3 separate regions of the Mus musculus genome follow, and regions 1 and 2 are each linked to region 3. A link is a contact called in public HiChIP or PLAC-seq and capture Hi-C data. All regions are on one chromosome and are shown on one strand. Each heading gives the region's core, a stretch centred on a gene start, on an enhancer-like site or on the middle of the called end of the contact. The rest is flanking DNA. Distances are from core to core; before and after follow the strand shown.

The links. HiChIP or PLAC-seq counts read pairs in DNA pulled down with a chosen protein or histone mark. Capture Hi-C pulls out chosen DNA fragments and counts their contacts.
Region 1: a capture Hi-C map of bone marrow-derived macrophages shows a contact between it and region 3, with 10 times the contacts expected there. The contact joins two enhancer-like sites.
Region 2: a contact with region 3 is called in an H3K27ac HiChIP or PLAC-seq map of microglia, with 6 times the contacts expected there. The contact joins two enhancer-like sites.

Annotation. Positions count from the first base shown.
Region 1 is chr8:128,233,284-128,237,386 of GRCm38.p6, forward strand. All of the region lies in intron 1 of A930035F09Rik (a long non-coding RNA gene), which reads right to left. Among named protein-coding and RNA genes, the nearest start is that of Mir21c, 43 kb to the right of the region's middle. Within about 2 kb of position 2,673, at least 33 of the 459 cell types and tissues checked have an H3K27ac peak or open chromatin away from gene starts, as enhancers often do. A contact at or near this core is called in bone marrow-derived macrophages, where this site is marked.
Region 2 is chr8:128,266,895-128,270,500 of GRCm38.p6, forward strand. All of the region lies in intron 1 of A930035F09Rik (a long non-coding RNA gene), which reads right to left. Among named protein-coding and RNA genes, the nearest start is that of Mir21c, 9.5 kb to the right of the region's middle. Within about 2 kb of position 1,462, at least 28 of the 459 cell types and tissues checked have an H3K27ac peak or open chromatin away from gene starts, as enhancers often do. A contact at or near this core is called in microglia, where this site is marked.
Region 3 is chr8:127,813,375-127,817,012 of GRCm38.p6, forward strand. No RefSeq gene overlaps it. Among named protein-coding and RNA genes, the nearest start is that of Gm32590, 9.5 kb to the left of the region's middle. Within about 2 kb of position 1,592, at least 47 of the 459 cell types and tissues checked have an H3K27ac peak or open chromatin away from gene starts, as enhancers often do. A contact at or near this core is called in bone marrow-derived macrophages and microglia, where this site is marked.

The sequences.
Region 1 (4,103 bases), core at 1,423-3,922, 420 kb after region 3:
GAATCTTCCAGGCTCCAGCAGGATTCCTCTTCCTAGAACATGCCTTAAACAGATTAGCATGACAGAAGAGGCAATCATGGAGTTCTCTAATTGTCTGCCTTCTCTGAGATGACAGCAGGGCTGATTGTGGGCCCTCACTTATCTGTCTTCTCAGGGTACCAGCAAGACTAAGCATGGTACCATCTCATTTGTCTACTGTCTTCCAAGCACTGTTGTCTTTTGTCACCTGATATCCAGCTGCAGATCATGTGTTTTGTTCATTTGTTTGGAGTTTTGAATTTACTGTGTCTGGAATGCTTGCATCCCCTGAAATGCATGAAGATGGAAACTTAGCCTCCACTGCAGTAATATTAAGAACTGGAGAGTTTTTAAAGGTTATTAGATCATAGGAGAACATCCCTTTGGAATGGGATTCATACTTTTATAACACTGTCTAAGGGTGTTTGCTCGCCTTTTTCCCTGTATGAGAGAACACAGAAAATCTTCAGAGTATGGGAACTCACTCACTGTATGCCAGGCCTCCTGGTGTCCGACCTTGGATTTCCCAGCTTCCGGAAATGAGGCCAGTACATTTCTGCTGTTTATAAACTGCCAAGCCTACATTATTTTTCTATAACAGCCTGAATGGAGTAGAGACTGTTTTAGGAAAGAGGGAAAGTTTAATTTATTCCATTTTATCTGAGCCAGATGTGATTCTGTGTGTAATTATGAGTTAGTCTGATGAAAACAAGAAATGTTTTAAAATATGAATCTGAAGACTATTCTATGAATAGCTCTAAAATATTTATGGTAAGAACTTATATTTATTAACTCAAAATTTATAGCATCATTAAATGTTGGCCAAAAGTAAACCCAGATCAAATAGTTAACTGTTTTCTTTTAACGTTCCTGCTCTATTTTAACAATCTCTGCAGACACTGACAAGACCTCTTATCTCTGGGCTGAGTTGAAAGCCATTCTTGTTGGCTTTATTGTCTTTTTCAGGAGAGAAAGCTCATTACAGGTTAACAATTACTCAACTCTCTTTTGATTTGATTGTAATCTATAAACAAAAGTTTTCTATGCTGTAAACTTCAGATTTAGATTGGAGGCCTGTGTTTATCCCTGTGCCCAGAAGGTACAAGCACAGAGTCACTGTAAACCATAAGTTGGTACCTACAAACTGTCCATGTTCCGTGGTTTAAAACTGCTCTGAAACTAAGGACTCTGGAGGATCCATCAGTGTTTACACAGTTCCCATGTCTTTTTTAAGGCTTATTTTCTCTTGTTTATCATGTATCAGCTATTTTTTTTCTTATCTTTTCTTTTCTTTGTTTTTCAGATCATCTGACATAAACAAGGCCAGGGTCTGTTTCCTGTTTTGGAAACTCTTTAGATTCAGTTTTAAAATAAACATGTGTGTGTGTGTGTGTGTGATGTGTATGTATATGTGTATGGTATATGTCTAAGAAGAAGAGAAACAATATTCTTTGAGATACAGGAAACCATCCTCACTTAATAGAAGCTAGGGAACACATACACATTTATGGGATGTTAAAGTCTTCCTTTCTATCCCTTTGAAGCCAAAAGCAATGTCTTAGAAGTGGCAAAGATTAGGTCCTTCATAAATCACCTTCTCCCGGCTGTAAAGGTTTTCTGTTTAAAAACCGGGGTAGAACAGAGCCCCTCAGATTGGTCTTTTTGGCTTCATTTTACAGCCCTCGATGACCTCAGCAACCTCAGGGTCTCTGCCTCTGACAAGTTCCCAGGGCTGACCACCCTAGGTCTTGAGCACACTCCTCGGTCACTTTCCTCACTTTTGGCTCCTGGAACCATCAGTGGCCAGAGGCCCAGGTTTCCACTATGACCTTCTATGTGGCTGACGCTGAGATGGTAAATCATGGCAGCAATTTGTCCCTCCATTTCCAGAATCCCTTTGCCTAATCTATTTTCAATTGCCTGCTTCCTACAAACATGGGCCGTGTGGGGAGGGGATGCTGGGTCGAGCGGCTCTGCCAGTTTTACTTCTGCCTATCGCTGCCCTACTTTGGGAGGTAGACAATTGAAAAGGAACATGGAAGAAAAAGCCAGCGAGGCGGAGGAGAAATGAAAACAGAAAATATCAAAGTGCATTCGGATAGATCTGCCCACTGCTCGTGATCACTGTTTCCTTCACTGTGGTCCTCCAGAATTCGTGGATCGAAGAACAACACGAGGAAAGGAACGAGGTGTGGAAATTGAGAGGGATATTGTGAAAACATTCTCAGGAAAAGTACCAGGTAGTTGAGAACTGGAGTCGATAGAAGGGGTGGTCTGGAACTGGTGAGAAATGGAAGGTGGTGTTTTATAAGAAAAACACAAGCAAGTTGCCACCACCAGACATTTTCAGAGAAAGAAACCATTTGCCTGGGGCAGGCTTTCCTTGGTGACTGTAGCCCTGAGTGCAGCACCCTGCCTCCTTTACTTCTTCTTTTTCTAAAGTGCCTTGTCACTGTCCAGCTCCCGTTCATTGCTTTTACTGTACAAAATGCTGAACGTTGTAAGGTCCCATATTTCAAAATTCTGTGTGCAGGGAAAACTTAAAGGTTAAGCTTGGGAGAACATGTTTATAATATGTTTTAACTCGGCAGCACAGAGAACGCAGAAGACAAGCTTTAAGTGCAGCAGAGGCATCACACTCTCTTCTAGAGAAGAAAGAGTCCCAAGGTAGCAGTTTCCACAGAAACAGTGTCCCTTCCCAGGGAAGATCTGTGTCCATATTGCTATAGGAAATCACAGCTACTGGAGTTAATTCTGCATTTCATATTTGTGCAAAAGATCCATGAAAGCAATGAGAATTTTGGTATGTTATACATGGCGATATTTACACAGTTGATACCACTGGCCTCCAGAGCTGCTCATAGAAGGCACTGAGTAATTGTGATTCTCCTGGCATTTCTCTGATTTCCTAGTTTACTCTCCAACCACCTCTCATCAAGCCTGCTTCACCAGATCCTCCAAGAGAAAATGGGTGGGTGACTGTGTCACTAACTGCTCCCTTGTTATTCTCCCATGTCCTTTGTTTAGGAATCAGGCAGTTAAATCACAATGATATGCCATCTATCTTATGTTAATTTCATTTCCTTTGTAAGAACAAAGCTACGTTTTTCATTATTCCATGACAATAATGAGCAACTTGCATGTTTTTTTTTTTTATTATTTCTATCAAAAATAATGAACTAAGGCTCTTCTTCTAGGATGGCAAGGGCAAGCCAAGAAGATAGCCAGCTGCTAGCAAGGATGCCTATCAGTCACATAAATCCAGAACAAAGTCCCACAGACCTGTGATTGGCCCATCTCTACAGTACAGGTATGGCAAAAAAACAACTGACTTCTGTAATGCCAACTCCTCTACTTTACAACTCAAACATTCTCTTTTCTTGGTCATTCATCACATTTAGCTGCCCTCAGATATGAAAGAGATAAGACTCCAAGAAGAGGACTTGAGGGATGGGAGTCAGTAAGAGCAGCTTAGTTTTTCTGGTTTTAAAGGATCAGGATTCTTCTTAGCAGACTAATTGATTGCATCTTTGAAAAAAGCAGCTAGGTAGATAGATGGATAGATGATTGATGATAGATACATAGACAGACAGACTAACCCTCCCTACCACACACACACACACACACACACACACACACACACACACACACACACAGAAACAGGAGTCCTTGCCTAACATGGATGAAGCCCTTTGGTTCTATCCCTAACACTGCATAAATAAGATATGGAGGCCCACATCTATATTCTAAGCACTCAAGAAGTGACAGGAAGATCAGAAGTTCAAGGTCACACCCATCTTTCTATGGAGTCTAAGTCCAACCTTGATCTTACCTCAAAAGAACAATTTACAAAAATAAGGCAATGAATTATACATTTGTTTTGTAGTATTTGAAGACTAGCAGCAAGAATTCAAGTATTTCTTGGTCATGCTAACTGTGTCTTGGGTCTAAATAAAAACTAACTTGCAAACAAATGCAGAGTACCCAAACCACCTTTGTACAGTTACTATGGTTGTTTTGGTGTTAGGATTTGAAACATGCAAAGAATGAGCTCTATTATGGAACCACACCTCCAGCTCTCACTC
Region 2 (3,606 bases), core at 212-2,711, 450 kb after region 3:
GTACCCCAGGTGGCCTAGAACTCAGCATGTAACCAACAGTGACTCAGCTGGTGATCATCATACCTCCCCCTTCTGAGGGTTGGGACCACAGGTGTTGTTCACCACCATGCTAGGGGATTGGTGGGGTGCTGGGGGTGGAACCCCAGGGCTTCCTGCATACACTCTATCTACTGACCCACACTCCCAGCCCCTCCCCTCATTCCATGACGTTAGAATCAACAGATGCCCCAAGCTTCACGAATCATCCAAAAGCTCTGATCAGCCTGGACATATGCAGAAGACCCGATGTGGGGGACACACTGAAGGCATTTCTTCAGAGCTGATGGAGCAGTCAGAGTCAACTGGCAGCTATCCCCTCAGCCTCTTGCTTCCTAGAAGTGCCATCCCTCAAAGCTTCGCTTTTGATTATTTATTGTCACATAAACAGTCCAAACATCTATCAAACAAACAACCTAAATGTGAACCCTGTTTGTTTCCTCTGATCCCTTCTCAGCTGTCAGTAGCACCTCCCCTCTTCCCAGGCTCAGGAGCAGCAATCATCCATTATTACACTTCCTCCTCAGTCCCTGTTCATTCCCAAGGGGCTCCCCACTCCACTTCCTGAACAGCAATCCCACAAACAGAGCGTTTTCTTTCTCACTTCCCGCAGTGTCTCTAGTTTAGCCTAAAGTAATTTCCTGCTGGAACTGTGGAGAACCTTACCTCCCCACCACCAGCTCTCCCGCTTATCTCTTCACTCCTGGGAACCTAAGATTTTAGTAACAAAAATGTCTTATTTTCTCAGTTTCTCATGTTCCCAGCCCCAGATGTGTTCTATCCATGGGGGATTGTTTTTCTTTTAGATTCCCAGATTGGTTTCTCACTTCTCAATCATCTCACAATATGTATAGGACCTTCCTTTTAAATAAAATTAGTATTTCATAATATGCCTATCTTTTATTTTTTAGCTCATCATTCTTTTCTTAAACTCCATGCTGCCCCTGATATGAGTGGCTGGCCCCAATACCACAGCTCTATGTCAGTTCTTCCTTACAATTCAGAGATTCTCTGCATTGTAGCATATTGGAATTATAGGTTAACACACACACACACACACACACACTCATACAAACTGTACCATATCCTCTTCCAGAACTGTTTATTTATATACAACAAAGACTTATTTTGTTGCTAAGTCGTAAATACATGGTTTCTAAACACTGGTTATTTTGAATCACAACAAGCATGTCACAAGATGTGATCACTGCTATTTCTTTAAGAACACTTCCTGACCTTAGACAGGAAATGGGAAGTGGGCAGCCCTAGAATAGCTTTAAGGAAATACTGTGTTACAGAAACTACTGTGGGGATAACATGGGCCATTTCCTAGCCCAGGTAAAGGCAGGAGCAGAGGAAACCTGTCTCGGCTGCTTCACAGGGAGTATTCATACAAACTGTAAAGCGCCATTCTGTTTATTTAATGGCAGGACTTGAGGACCAGGGAGTGATTTGTCTAAAGTTAAGTGAGGGAGCTGGCTTGGTGCCTACTGTAAGTACGTGACACTGGACTCTTTGAGTCCTCGTCCTTGCACCCGAGTCTCTTCAATATGGTGTTTGCAGTAATGTTTCTGGTGGAAAAGCCTGCTGGGTTCCACAGAAGTCCCTGTTTCCTCTGTTCGAAAACTCATTGGCCCCTTTGTGGCACTGTAGAAGGGCTTTCTCTTACTATCTCAGGTGCTTGCCATGTTCATGTATGGCCCGGTTTTGTTGGCTTCTGTGCCTGATCACTTTGTCTTGTTGCTTCAGAGCTGTAGCTTGGAAAGTACCAAGAGCAGATCAGCTCCCTGTGTGGCCAGGAAATGAACAAGATAAAGGGCAGAGGCCCTATATTTTCCTTAAAGGGTGCACCCCTAACAGCTAGAAGACTTCCTACTACTTTTCTCATCTTCATTTCTGACCACCTCTCAAGGGGTGATCTAACCTTCAATCCATGGGCCCAGAGACATTTCAGATACAGACAAAAGCAGACTTTCTCTTTGGTTCCTCCCAGAGCTGGACAGTACAAAGATGGGTAGAAATGGCCAATGCTGTCCAATTATTACAACTCCATGCTATTCTAGAGACTGCTTCCTGTTTTAATATAGCCCTTCCTTCTAGAACATCCCTTAGAACTCTGTCATAACCGCTTTCACTGCTTAACACCTTGGGTTTGAATATGCAGTAGCAAAATAGAGATTTTTCACTGAAGCAGTTTCAAAGTCTCTTCTAAGACAGCAAGGAGCAGCGTGAGGCTCAGCCCCAGCAGCCCCAGCAGCCCCAGCAGCCCCAGCAGCCCCAGCAGCCCCAGCAGCCCCAGCAGCCCCAGCAGCCCCAGCAGTGTGATAGGAAGATGGAAGCACCCTCTGTTCTTTATGGATCACAAAGGCCTGAGCTAATTAGCGTTATTAGAAAGCCAATTAGACATACATTTTATTTCTCTGTGTGGTGGAAAGGGAGTATGCAGAAGCTGACTATGGAGGAGACACCTTTGCCTGTACTGTTGTGGACACGGTGTCTGGAGAAGACGGAGGGAAACTAGGTGGGGCCTGGGGGCTGTGAGATTCTCTTTCTTGAATATGAACTGGACCCAGTGCTCACACAGTCTTAGACTGTCTTTGGTGTACAACGAGCTTCTTTGCCTCATTCCCTGTTTTCCAGTGAGTTTCCCTTTTAGCTCATCTCCATTTTATTTTATTTCTTTCAGTCTTGTACTACTGGATCGTGTTGAATTCATGTTAAACACATTGTGGCTTGAATATGAAAAGTCCCCCAAGTAGTGGCACTCTTTTGGCAGGTTGTTGAACCTTCAGGAGTTATAGTTTTGCCACTGTGGGTCTGGAGGTACCATGCCTTCCCCTCCATGTGGACTGCAGTCTTCAACTGTGAGCCAATCCTTTCTCCCTAAGGTTGTTTTTGCAGTGTGCTTGGTCACAACAACAAGAAAACCCATACACCTCCTCTTTATCTATATTTGAGAACCATCAATCATTTTCATCCATCCCTCTTCCCATCCAGCCATCAAGGGGTTCTCAACCTTGTTGGATGCCCCTCTGCATCTCTATTAGCTGCTATATCTTGTAGTGAGCTTCAAGATTATTTCTGACCTTCCCCTAAGAATCTTTGACCAGTTATATTAGCTAATGGAAGCAAGAAAATCAGACTTAAAACTCTAATAGCATCTGTTATAAAATATATCACCTCTCTCTCTCTGTCTCTCACACACACACATCTAACTATGTGCATCCATCAGATTTTTACTTGTATGAACAAGCTTTCATAGCAATCTATGTGCTAACACAGCTCCGAAGGGAGACCCCCCCTTTTCTGTGAGTTGTTTTCTTTGGATTCATACTCAGTGTGCAGGCCTTTCTGGCTCTCCACTGGCAGTACAGAGGAAAAGTATTCATTTTATGCACTCCTTTCTCCTCATCAAACTCCATGCTTCTTACCAGCACTGTGTTCATTTTGGAATGGGTACCACAAACCCCTTAATATCTTCGTGGTCTAAAGACATCCCCTGGATTTCAGAAGTACTTACTCAGGACCTCAGCTCTGCTCTGCTGAGCTGGCTCAGCCCCTGCTAGCTGC
Region 3 (3,638 bases), core at 342-2,841:
CAGAGAACTGCAAGCAACTAAGTGAGAAGAGGAGAAATAGTCTTCCCCATTAGAGCATCTAACACCAAACGGTCAGTCCTGAAAACTTACATACAAGTAGCAAATAGTCTGAAAAGGATACACTTATGTATTTATGTGTATATACATATGTAACAACAATTGATGAAAAAGAGAGTCCATGAATTTGGCAAAGAGCAAGAAGAGGTATGTAGGGTTTGGTGGGAGGAAAGGGAAGTGAGAAATTACGTAATTATATTATAATCTCAAAAAAAAGAAATCATCTTAAAAATTTAATCTAAAAAAAATCACCTTCAATATTTTACATGGTTGTCATGGTGACCGTTTTGACAGACACAGGATCATGGTTCCTTATGTGGCCTGGGATTTGTGTCCAGGTCTTGGTGGATGGGGACAACTGCCGAACAGTCTTTTTCTGCTCTGAGATCCTGAAGGATGCTATGCTTGTCACCTCTGCTTGCTGCCGTGCTCCTGGCTACTCTACTTCTGCTAAGCTTTCTGGTGGAATGGGTATCTGTACCCGTGGGCCTTCAGATGGAAAGTTCATTAGCAAAATACAGAAAGCAAATAGAAGATCTGGCAGTTTCCTTAGCAGGAATCCCTGGGGTGTACACTGGTGAGCACCTGGGTTTTCAGAAGTGAAGGGTGGGCTGTGGGGATGATGCTCAGTCTCTGGGGCTACAGGCTGATTCCTGTCCTTTTTTCCCAACCTCCTCGAGATCCTCCTTATTATTCTACAGTGTACTTCTAAATATTTTTGTTTTTTTGAGAGTCTTAGGCATTTACCTTCCAAAAGACAATTTTGAATAAGGTCAAAGGGATATCTGCTGTCCCCACTTAGAATATACAAATTAAAGAATTTATTTCCCAGGAGCTGGCTTTAATTATTAGTCATATGGAGGACTTGGGGATCCTGACTTGGGAATCAGGATATTACGTCGTCACGCTAGAAGACTGTTTTGAACCTTCACAGACTGATCCAATTAATTGCTCCTTCCCACTTCTTGCTGCCTTTGTGAGCCATTAGTCCCTCTTTTGAACTCCACTTCCTGCTCACCACTCAACCTTCACAATCCCACACAGATACTCTTTTTTTTTTTTTTCCCTCCCCTTTATCTTGGTCTCTGTTTTGGTTTAGCTGTCTTTCCAATCCTCTGAATGAAGACTTGACTTGCACATAAGGGTGTCACCTGTGAACTGTACTTCTTGGTGGAGGATGGAGGGGACTGGGATTCATCATTCACTGAGGCCCCAGTGTGAAGTTTCTAGGGCCATGATTAGTTCACTTGACAATTAGAGCTGTCATCTTGGTACAGTGGCTCGTAGTTGAGCCTACCAGCTCTTCTGCATCTGTGGAGTCATGATCAGCCCTGTTTATCTCTTTTACAAAACTTGGACAGGGAAACTCAGCAACCTGGGTTTTGCCCTGACCTCACATGAGCTGGAATAATGCTGGTGGTTTGTACTGAGAAGGAGGTAAGGTAATCTCACACAAGCCAAGTTGTAGGGAAGAGACAGCGATGTATTCTTTCGAGGTTACACCCCCAATGACCTACTTCCTGAAACTTGCTCCACCCCCTGTGCCTTCTATCCCCTCTCACGAGTTCATTCAACTATGAATGCACCAGAAGATGAAGAGGAAGCTGAAACTAGCTTCCTCATGATGTAGCCACAGCCTGAAAGCCGAAGGTCTCAACAGGGTACTGAGGACCAAACCTTCAATGAAATGAGTCTGTGGGGGGATACTTCATATTAAAACTGTAAGGAGCAGAGAATGATGAAGAGAAAGACATAGTTTGTGGATCGTGTATTAATATATGAGTTTCAGAGAATTAATGCTTGTTCTCAAAATATACCTAAGCATCTGAGGAAACCGAACAAAACTGAGAGAGGTGAAGGAAGAAAGGATGCTTCTAAAGATAGATGCATCGCTTCCCCTGCCTCCTCCCCCTCTCCCTCTTCCTCCTCCATTTCTTATGAGTGCAGGGATCACAAGCCTGTGCTACTACACTCGGCCAAATGGGGTTTTATTTCTCTCTTTTTTTTCTCTTCTCAAAATAGCTTCCTTTGATTTTTTTTCAATCAGTATATGTTCATTATATAAAATAATGTGTCTCATTTTGGCTCGTTCATGTGCGTATGCTATGCACTTTGATCATACCCACCACCATCCTCATTTCCCCCTCCCCTTTCCACTGAACACTTCCTCTTGCCAAATAACTTCATTTCTACTTTCTTAAAAACCTAGCCTCTGATAGGAAGAAAGGCGTGTCATACTTGTCTTTCCAAGTCTGCCTTATTTTTTATATTATCGTTATATCCAGTTCCATCCATTTTCTTAATAATATTATTTTATTCTTTGAGGCTAAATAAAAGTATTGTATACATGCACCACATTTTCTCTTGTCAGTCACTTCTTGATGGACAAGAAGTCAGAGGTGTCAAATTGATGGGACAGAGGCCTATAGCATGATTGTGCTCAGAGTAACCTTTGTGTTCCTTTCTTCTTCATTATCCTATCCCTGGTCTACTCGACCTTGCAATCATGATGCTTTCTATCTGCTCCAACAGCCCCACCCTGCAAGAGCTTTATACTTGTGCAGCCATAGCCTGCTATAGCTCTGGTGTCTCCCAGTCCAAGATACCTGCACATGTGTGTTTCTCTATGTCACAGTAATTTGGATGTGCTGGTATACATGTGTTGCATATGTGTGTGGAGGCTAGAAATCAACCTCAGATGTTGTTCTTATTCTGGTGATATTCACAAAAGCTCCTGGAAGGAACGTGAATGGTGTGGTTGGAGTCAGGAAGGACAGACCAAGGTTGCTGGGGTGTGCTTTAGCTCACACTCAACACCTGCTCAGGTGAAGCCCAGGCTATTCACAACTGGAAAGAGGGCAGAACGATCTCCAGAATTCCAGTTTTGATATTTGACTTTGTGCCTTTTTTTTTTTTTGTCATCTCGTTAAGTGATGTGTTGGAAATAGTAATGTTTGCAATAGGGCTCTAGATATAGAAATATGTTTCTTCCCTAGAGTTAGCCACCTAGCTGGCCAGTCCTTTGTGTTTGGTTGGTTTTTGGCTTGTATGTGTGTGTGTTTTGCATGCAGCTCAGTGTACAGATATGCAGACTCATGCATACATATACAGAAGCCAGAGGAGGATGTTGAATGTCTTCTCTGCCTTTTTCTTTTCAGTCAGGATCTCTGAACCAGAAACCTACTATTTTGGCTAAGTTTGATGGCTGGAGGGCTCCTAGGATCTGCCTGTCTCTACTTCCAATGTTGGCGTTAGAGACACATGAAGATTTTTATGTGGGTACTGGGAATTCAAACTCATATCCTCATGATTTCACAAGGGCATCTCCATCGTCCCTGAACTGGCCTAATTCTCAAAAATCTCATTGGCTTGCACTTTCCAGTCCTGTCCCAATGTGTCATCTCCCCAAGATTATGATGCCACTGACATGCTACTGAAGATACCCACAAAGCCATAGCAGGAGCAGTCAATAATGAGAGTCTTTGGTTTAGAAAGCCAGTACTTCTGGGACATCAACAAAGAGAGCAGCCTAAGAAATGGAGGTAGTGTGATCACAGGTTAGACACCTGCTTGGGCCATGT